Regions from separate parts of the Macaca mulatta genome. Here region 1 is linked to region 2. Evidence: chromatin contacts called from public Hi-C data. All regions are on one chromosome and are shown on one strand. The core of a region is the stretch at or near the end of the contact, and the rest is flanking DNA. Distances in the headings are between cores, read along the strand shown.

Region 1 (4,635 bases), core at 942-3,441, 200 kb before region 2:
AGTGTAATGTGGTAGAAGTTGTGGCCCGGAACCATGACCATCAGGAGATCGCAGTCCCTGTGGCCAACCTCAAGCTGTCCTGCCAACCCATGGTGAGTTCCCCAGCTCTACCCTCGTGGTGGTGGTGGTGACGGGGTTGAGGACGTCAGTACTCATTACAGTGTGGGGTGGGCTAGGAGTGGGCCAGGCCTTCATCCTTGTCTTCCTCCCAGCTCAGTCTGGACGACTTCCAGCTCCAACCACCTGTAACCTTCCGCCTGAAGTCGGGCTCTGGCCCTGTGCGGATCACTGGGCGGCACCAGATTGGTGAGAGGAGGAAAGGGCCCTCTCCTTTGCTTCCAGTAGACTCTCCCATCAGGCTTCCCCCACTCCGCACTCCTGCCCCATCCCACCTTCATCTCCCAGTGCAGTCCTGTACAGGTCTGCGTGCCCTTCACGCTGTGCCCTGTGCATGACATGCCCTCTCCTTTCCGTCTACTCAAGCCTACCTCCTCCATGGAACATGGCCCAGCTTCTCCAGCTCCAGTGATGAAGACTCCTTTGGCTCTTTGTGACCCAGTTCAGGGTCTGAGGTTCTTCCCACTTAGCCCATAAGCACTGGGAGGTCAGGGTCCCTGCAAGCCTAGAACCACAGGGCATGAAGAAATGGATGCGGTGTGAAAGTGTCTGGTCTTAACATCCCATCCTTCTACTGCTTGTGTGTCCACCAGTTACGATGAGCAATGATGTTTCTGAGGAGGAGAGCGAGGAAGAAGAAGAAGACAGTGAGGAGGAAGAAGCTGAGCTGTGCCCCATCCTTCCTGCCAAAAAGCAGGGGGGCAGGCCCTAGCCCTCCTTGGTGAGTTGCGGGGAGAAGTGCCCAGCACGCTCTGGGAAGGGGCGGGAGAAGCAGTTGAGGGCCTAGGTGCTGATTCCTTGTTTCCTCTTTTCAGGTCAGCTCCATGTGCCATGCACCGCCATGAACCCTGTTCCCCGAGAAGTTTCAAGAATTGTAAATGTTTCTTCTTCCTTGAAGAGGAGAGCTTGGGTGGGGTTTGGGTGGGAGGGACTTGGGTCTTTGGTGCTAGGAGAGGGCCTGTGCTCCACACAGCCCTGGTTTTCTGATCTTGCACCATTCTTGGGGCCTCTCTTCCCACCTGTCTGTGAGGATTAGAAGTTAGTGCCGGAAACTCAGAACTACAGATTTTTAATAGTTTTTACATTTTTGGATAAAGGTTGAAATAAAGTGGTGTGGGATTTTTGCAGCTCCTGTGTGGCTTCTTCCTGTGCTAGGTGATGTTTCCCTAGGGACCGCCAGGTGGCACTGTGGCAGCACCCAGGGTGGTCCTGGGCCTGGGGGAGGGTGGAGAACTCTGGGATCTTCTACCCTCACGACCCTGGGCTAGGACCAGGGGCCTGGGCCCCAGTTGCCTTGCTGGAAGAGGACCTCCCAACACTCAGCCCGTTTTCAGTCTCTGCAGGTGGGGGAGGGCCATCGCAGGAGGTTATCAGCATCCAAACAAGGGGTCTGGGCCTCTGTCAGCACTCAGGCTGATGGGCAGGGGGCAGATAAGCGGGCTTGGGCAGCCTGAGGAATGTGCGTCCCTAGCCCCATGAGGGGCTCCGGCCCAGAGAGGGCCTGTGAGGGCAGGGTGGGACCAGGCTTCGCTCCTCCTTTGAGCCTCGCAGGCCCTCTTGAGCAGGGCTGGGACCTTACAGAAACCTGACTCCGGGGGCCAGATGGAGGGGACTAGCCAGATTGGGTGACAGGGAAACCAGAATCCGGGTGGCCTGGCATATGGGGGCAGAAAAGGGCCCCTGGGAATTGGCCTCCTGGACTAAGGGGTTCTTGTCCCCCACACCCCGTGGGGTCTCTGGTGCCTGGAATCAGGTAGTTTTGGCACTTGGCTGTCTTTGTGCCAGGAAGAAGGGACACACCTGATTTGAGGATGAGTGTGTGTGACCAGCTCTGGGGTCAGCAGTTCAGCAGCTGTGTGTGGGGGGGGGGGAGGATTGTCAATGCCCACAAACAAACAAACAAACAAAACATTGCCTCCCGAGACAGCCTGGGGCCACAAAGGCTGAGGATAGACAGAGAACAGGGCCTGATGGGGGTCAGGCCAACTCCTACCCCCAGCCTCTGGGCAAGGGGGAGGGGCTCCGGGATATCATGGGCTGGTGGTTTTGGGGCAGGTGAGGTCAGCTTTGAAGACCTTGCGTCCTCAGTACCTACCCGCACGCTCTTCAGCGCATCCCTAGTGAAGGAGATTCTCCCTGAGCCCGTGGTGAGGAACTAGGGGTCCAATTTCCAACCTCCCTCTTCCTCAAGTTGAGGACAAAGGGAGATGACGCCCGTCTGTGTTGCGGTGATCTGGGTCGCAGGCGCCTTTCTCCGCTCCAGGACGACTCTTAAAAATGCTTCCCTGGGGAACCCAGCGGAGGGGCGGCCTGGCTGGAAACCATGGGTCTCGCTGCGGAGCGCGGTCGACAGGCAGAGGGAAGGCCGGGCTGGCGCCCTCTGGCGGGCGAGGTAGAAGCCGTTCGTGGTCGTACCGCTCCCCTGGCCTCTAGAGGCTCCGGGCGGGCGCCCTGGGGCCGGGGCCTCCGAGTCCCGCCAGTGCTCTGGGCGGCCGAATCTTGGGCAGAAGCCGGGGGAATGCCATTGAGGCTTGCTTGCATGCGTGCATACGTTCATTCATTCATTCAAACGACTCGAGTTGGAGCGGGGAAGTCGGGCTGCGGCCCTCACTCCTCTTTCCCTTCCTTCCTCCTTTTGGCCCCAGCCTCCAAAGGCCTCGGCACGTGCGTGGCAGGAGGAGCGGGAGACTGGCTGAGTGCCTCGCAGAGTCCTCTCTCCGGGGAGGCCTCCCTAGCTGACCCATCTACACCCTGCGCGGCGCCGCCCCAATATTTATCCCACCCACCCCCCGCGATGGCACTGATCGCTCCGTGCATTCTTCCCGGTTTTCTGGGTCGGTCTCCCGGTGGGAGCGGGCCAGCGCCGAGCACGCTCCTGCCCGCAGTGGGGGCCCAATCCACATCAGCCTCTCGGCCCAGGAGTATCTTGGCCGGTTGGGGCGCCCTGCGGACACAGCTGGGCATAGTTTATTCCTCTCTCCACGCCCCCGCCTCTCCTCGAGCCCTCTTCTCTGCCCTTCAGCGCACAGTAGGAGCGCTGCCGGCTCACTGTGACCTCACAGCCCTGGGGGATGAAGGCATACGCCGGGGTTTGCCGACTGCTGGAGGAAGGGCAGGCTCCTATTTGGGGGCCGAGGGAGACGACTCCCAGACAGCGGCCGAAGTGCTTAACGTAGTCTCGGCGATTTGCATTTGAACGGTCGGCGGTGAGTCCGCGGCGCTTTGAACGCCCGGCGCAGGAAGCGCGCGTCGGAGCAAGCTGCGGTCTCCGGCGGGTGTGGATTGGAGGGGCCAGGGGCTGGGCTGGGATCGAGGGGTGCGTTTGGAAATAGGCTGAAGGAGTGTGTCTGGGTGCCGGCGAGGGCGTGTCTGCGGAGACGGGCCGTGTGTTGCCGAGGAGTGTGTGTTTGTGTTTGCAGGTGAGGGAGTTTGTGTCTGTGCGTGTGTGTGTTTGTGTTTGCGGAGTGTGGGGGCGGCCGGGAAAGGTGGCTGGGCTGTCACTCAGCGATCAGGTTGACAGGCGCTCCCTCATCTGGGCCAGGGAGCTCTGATTGCAGATTCGAGGAAACAAAATAGCAATTGTAATTACCCGGCTTTGATAAGATAAAGGAGGGAGGGAGCTGGCCGGGAGGCGGGTGAGCCAGCGAGGGAGGGAGCGGCCTGCGGGGGCCCGGCGGGATATTTGCATCTGTCAGTCATGGGGCGTGCCGGGGCAGAGCCAGGTGCTTGCTCATGGGGTGCCTCCATCTGCTTCTCTCCCCCAGAGAAAGGGACTTTTGGGGAGATGAGAATTTCAACGAACTAGGTGAGGGTCCACTTCTCAGGAGGGTCCCCAAATCCAAATGTAAAGGAATCCTGGTCCAGTACAGACTCCCTGGCAGAGGCTGGGACAGGACTGAAACTTGACCTCAGACCCTTCAGATCCCAGGACGCCCATCTTCTTTCTCTGGGGCAGAGGAAGAAGGGTGGCTGAAGACCATTGAGGGTCAGCCCAGGGCCTCAGAATCTTCTGGGGGTTCCACAGCGGGAGCTGAATGCTGGTCTCAGCCAGGGGCTCTGCCCCTACCCCCGTTCCAGGGAGGGGCAGGTACCCAGAGTTACTCTGGCTGTGACCCCAGGACCATGCAAACACTGTTGGATGGGTGGATCACCCTCACCCCTGCCTGGGGCCTACTCCCTGCTCTGCTCATCTCACTGAAGTTCAGAGAGTCCATGGTGGGAGAAAGCCCGTTTCTTACAGGAAGTGCCTGTCCCCTGTCCCCATCTCTCCATTCAATCATTTGTTCATCAATATACACAACTAAACAGCCTGAGGGCCTGCTATGTACAGGGATGAGGGTAAGACCACAAGCAAACAGACATCACCCTTGCCCGCTTGAAGCAGTGCAGAGAGGGAAAGAGACCCACTCAACAAATTGTGACTCAGGCCTTAACACAGAGCACAGGGGAGGCAAGGGCTGGCCTGGGCTGTGGCCACTTGTGTCCACCTGACTTGTCTCCGCCTGATGAGCCCACCTC
Region 2 (4,611 bases), core at 1,222-3,721:
TGTAGTGGCACATGCCTGTAGTCCCAGCTATTCAAGAGGCTGAGGTGGGAGGATTACATGAGCCTAGGAGTTCAAGGCTGCAGTGAGCTATGATCGTACTACTGTACCCCACAGCCTGGGTGACAGAGCAAGACCCTGTCTCCAAAAAGAAAAAAATTTCCGTTGAGAAAGATTAAAAAGTTCTGAAGATGGTGGTGATAGTTGCACAACAATGTGAATGCACTTAATGCCACAGAACTGTACACTTAAAAATGATTAAAATGCTAAATTCTGTGATGTATTTATTACCACAATAAAAACAGAAAACCACTGTCCTATGAGAAAATGTCCTAAATATTTAGCAAGGCATAAGAAATCTATCACAATATGTCCTAATTTATCTGTAACCTCTCTTCATTTTCCACAACATCCCCTTATTGCTGCTTGAGAAAAGGGACCTTTTTATTCTCCCTTCTATCCTGGCATGTAGCATAGTACCTGACATAGTTACAGGTGGTTTGTTCTGACTGGGTGACTGCTTTAACATTACTAAACGTTTTGTTACTCCCCTAGTAATCAGGCACGTACCTTCACACCTTTACATATGGGCCCTTATATGTGAGTCGTTCTTCCTTGAATAGCTATCCCCTCTTCTTCACTCAGCAAACACCTATTTTAATTCTTTTTTTTTTCCTGTTTTTTTTTTTTTTTTGAGACAGGGTCTCGCTGTGTCGCCCAAGCTGGAGTGCAGTGGCATGATCTCGGCTCACTGCTGCGTCTACCTCCCTGGCTCAAGTGGTCCTCTGGCCTCAGCCACAAGGTAGCTGGGACTACGGGGCATGTACCGTGATGCCCGGCTAATTTTTGTCTTTTGTTTGTTTGTTTTTTGTCTGAGACAGAGTCTTACTCACTTGTCACCCAGGCTGGAATGCAGTGGTGCAATCTCAGTGCACTGTAACCTCCGTCTCCCGGGTTCAAGCGATTCTCCTGCCTCAGCTTCCAGAGTAGCTGGAATTACAGGTGCACACCACCATGCCTGGCTAATTTTTTTGCATTTTTAGTAGACATGGGGTTTCATCATCTTGGCTAGGCTGGTCTCGAACTCCTGGCCTCAAAGGATCCGCCCACCTCAGCCTCCCAAAGTGCTGGGATTACAGGCGTGAACCACCACACCTGGCCATAATTTTTGTATTTTTTGAAGAGATGAGGTTTGGCCATGTTGCCCAAGCTGGTCTCGAACTCCTGAGCTCAAACGATCCACCCGCCTCAGCCTCCCAGAGTGCTGGAATTACCGGCGTGAGCCACTATGCCTGGCCTTATTAATTCTTCAGGACCCAGAAACATCATCACTTCTGTTGGGTCTTCTTCCAAAGACATGTCGCTTACACCTTCACTCTTTCCTACCATTTTATACAAGACTACAACCTCTATTTAACACATCTTATTACTTAAATACATGTTTTTCCCAACCAGTCCAAGTCCTGTGACAACATATCTTTTTCTTTCTGTTCTAGTTTAGAGCTTGGCACATAGTAAAAGCCTCCCTAAATGTTGCACGAACGAGTAAATGATTTTAATTTCCACAAACTCCAGGCTTCCCTGATTGGCCTCTGCCTGTGAATGTGAATCACCAGCTATTATCTTGAAAGTCTCAGGAACTTCAGACACAATTCATCCTGGTTACCCAGTGGGTCCAGAAAGGACCCAAGTGCACAGGGGGCTGACATCGGCCAATCCTAGGGTGAGGAAAAGTTAGATATCCATGCCCCTGTGCCCACTTCTTCCATGCACAGCCCTTGGTCCTTGCTCTAGCTCCCCTTAAGACACAGAAAACATTTAGAGGTTCACTTAACAAAAATATTACAGCTGGAAAGGACCTCAGAGATAACAACGGTAGTCCATCCACTTAATTTTACAGATGAGGAAAGTGAGGCCCAAACAAGTAAAGGTGCCGACTGGAGAGCCCGTGGTGAATTAATGGCACAGTCGGAACTAGAGCCCAGGCCTCTCTCCTCTCTAAAGTCCAAAACATTCTTGGATTTCAGTTTCCTCTTCTGTAAAACGGGGTGGAAAATTAGCCTCTCAGGACAGTGGTGAGGAGCAAATGAGATAACGAATGTAAAAGAAATTACTATATTAGCAACAGAACTCAGAGCGGGGCGAGATGGTGTAGAGAAATTTAAGGGGTGTCCGGAGACATGTGTTCTGGTCATGTCATCTCTGTGAGCCTTAGTCTCCTCATCCGCAAATGCAGGACCTGGCCCGGCTGACCACCGAGACCCTTCCAGCTCTGCCGACCCAGGCCCTGAGGCCCTTCCCGGAGGGCCGGACCCTGGGGGAAAAAAACGAAGGAGCTCGCGGGGACCCTCGAGTTACCGTCCTGCAGCAGTGCAGTCTTCTGGGCTGTCCGCAGACTCTCCAACCAGCCCGTCACCGCCATCTTTCCTGTGCTAAGCAGCCCGCCCGGCCGCTGCCATGGCAACCGTTCCACTGAAGGTCACTTCCGGCTGACTCGGAAGCTATTCTGGGCATTTGCCCTCCTTCCCCCCTTCGTCCGTTCTCATTGGCTCTCCTGGTAAGTGGCCTACTCCTGCCCACCCTCGGGTGACCAACTTGGCCTGTTGTCGACCGCACCCGGGGACTGACTCTGGCGGTTGGAGAGAGACTCTTGGCGCCGGGGTTGGGCACTCCAACTCTCTACTAGCCCCGAGCTGGGATTCCCTGGCCTGCGCCAGCTGCGTACAGGGCGAGTACACCACACCTGCCTGGGTCTTCACCCCCAGCTGCGAGACTCCTCCATTCCCGGAGGGCTCCCCACACCTGCTGCGGCCGTGCCCCATCTCCCCGCAGCTGCGGCGCTGAGCATCCCCATGTCGAGAGGCTGAGACCAGGGCAGGTGCAGGGCGTTCCCACTCACCCGCGAAAGTCCGCCTCCTCAGGTTTTCCTCTGCAAGTCTGTGTTGGAGGTAGAAAAAGAGTATGTGGAGTTTATGTGCAGGTCCTCCCCAGTCTCCGCTCCATCCCCTAAAGCTCCATTTCCTAGCCCAGCATCCCATTTTGGTAAAGCCCTTCGAAGTGGGCCGCAGCAGGAGGGCTGTGCTGAATCTTTAGAGCAACCCCTTTGAGGAATGGGTATAGTTTCCTACTCCTTAAAAGTACCCCCGATGGCTCCAGCCTTCCCCTCATTTCCCCTAATACTCCAACTTTGAAAGACTGGGGAGTGTGAAGCTAGGCTAAAAAGCTAGTTTAACAGGGTTTGAAGAGATCCCCCCCAACCTCCCGCTTCCCCAAACTGGGCTGCTACCCCCTACCTCCATAGGCAAAGGGGTTGGAGATCCTTAATTCTGTATTTCCACCTGACAGCAGCCCTGACCAACCCTCCAACAGGCTGGGATGCAGCCGTACTTCAATGGATCCCAGGGGTATCTTGAAGGCGTTTCCCAAACGGAAGAAAATTCATGCTGATGCATCATCAAAAGTACTTGCAAAGATTCCCAGGAAGGAAGAGGGAGAAGAAGCAGAAGGTGAGATGACCCACTCTCAGAACCCTCATGCGCTTGAACCCTCAGCCTTCATGTGCTTCAGCCCTATGTTGTTCATGTCCAGAATCAGATATTGGAGCTGACTCTGCCTGTCCATGGACTGCAGGTCTGTTTGTATCTGCCTTGTACTAAGCTTGGTCCTGGGTCTTGGACAGGCCATTTGCTGTGTTATCTTCTTTTCTACCTGAACACCCCTATCAATTGGAAAAGACTCCCTGGACCCTCAGGGAATGACCAGTATAATTTTTGCCCTGGGGGACTGGGACAGAAACCCCCCTCCATTACCCAGGATTGTTGTTAGTTGTTTTGCAGCCAAATTGATAAATAAATAGCAGAGGCTTTGGAGGCAGGGTTGTCGGGTCTGTCAGAGTGTAAGGGCAAGAAATGTGCATTGTTGAAAGAATAAATGATAAAGGATTCAAAGTATGGAGAGAGGCTGGGCGCGGTGGCTCATGCCTGTAATCCCAGCACTTTGGGAGGCCAAGGCAGGCAGATCACCTGTGCTCAGGAGTTCGAGACCAGCCTGGGCAATGTGGCGAAACCCCGTCTCTACCAAAAATACAAAAAATTAGCCAGGCATGGTGGCACATGCCTGTAATCCCAGCTACTTGGGAGGCTGAGGCATGAGAATCGCTTGAGCCCGGGAGATGGAGGTTGCAGTGAGCCAAGATGACGCCACTGTACTCCAGCCTGGGCAACAGAGTGAGACTGTCTCCAAACAAACAAACGAAAAAAACAAAACAAAAACAAAGTAAGAAGGGAGGAGGCATTCATTCAGCAGATATTTACAGGTTACTTACAATGTGCCAGACACTTCTAGGTTGCACCAAGGAACAGGACGTATAAAAATCCTTGTCCCTTACTTTCAAGTACTGGCCTGTGAGAAAATTTGCTGTATATAGAAGGAAACCTGCCTGGATGGAAGACAAATGCTTATTTTCAGGGTAGGGGACTGTGAACATGTCATTCAGATCATGTTAGAAGTTGTATTCAGATCATGTTAGAAGTTGTGGCCAGGGGGTGGCAGATAAAATTAAAAAGTTATGACAGTAGTCATCTGGATGTTCCTTCCCCAGAGTGGCTGAGCTCC

Evidence for each region. Hi-C and Micro-C count contacts between places; a contact is called where the count stands out from the background.
Region 1: a contact with region 2 is called in a Hi-C map of fetal cortical plate, with 2.5 times the contacts expected there. The contact joins the promoter of FGF8 here to the promoter of DPCD in region 2. A contact is called at or near these places in 5 of 14 Hi-C or Micro-C datasets (blood, cortical neurons, fetal cortex germinal zone and 2 more).

The regions. Positions count from the first base shown.
Region 1 is chr9:113,861,627-113,866,261 of T2T-MMU8v2.0, reverse strand. FGF8 (fibroblast growth factor 8) reads left to right here and starts at 2,191. Exons shown (of 5, transcript XM_077947363.1): 1 at 2,191-2,264. It overlaps NPM3 (nucleophosmin/nucleoplasmin 3), which reads left to right. Exons shown (of 6, transcript NM_001194502.3): 3 at 1-92; 4 at 213-306; 5 at 711-838; 6 at 933-1,248. The coding sequence ends at 829.
Region 2 is chr9:113,662,174-113,666,784 of T2T-MMU8v2.0, reverse strand. DPCD (deleted in primary ciliary dyskinesia homolog) reads right to left here and starts at 2,471. Exons shown (of 6, transcript XM_077947364.1): 1 at 2,356-2,471. The coding sequence starts at 2,419. POLL (DNA polymerase lambda) reads left to right here and starts at 3,352. Exons shown (of 8, transcript NM_001266906.2): 1 at 3,352-3,503; 2 at 4,598-4,611. The coding sequence starts at 3,389. It overlaps LOC144331275 (a long non-coding RNA gene), which reads left to right and starts at 651. Exons shown (of 2, transcript XR_013398313.1): 1 at 651-1,121; 2 at 1,258-1,339.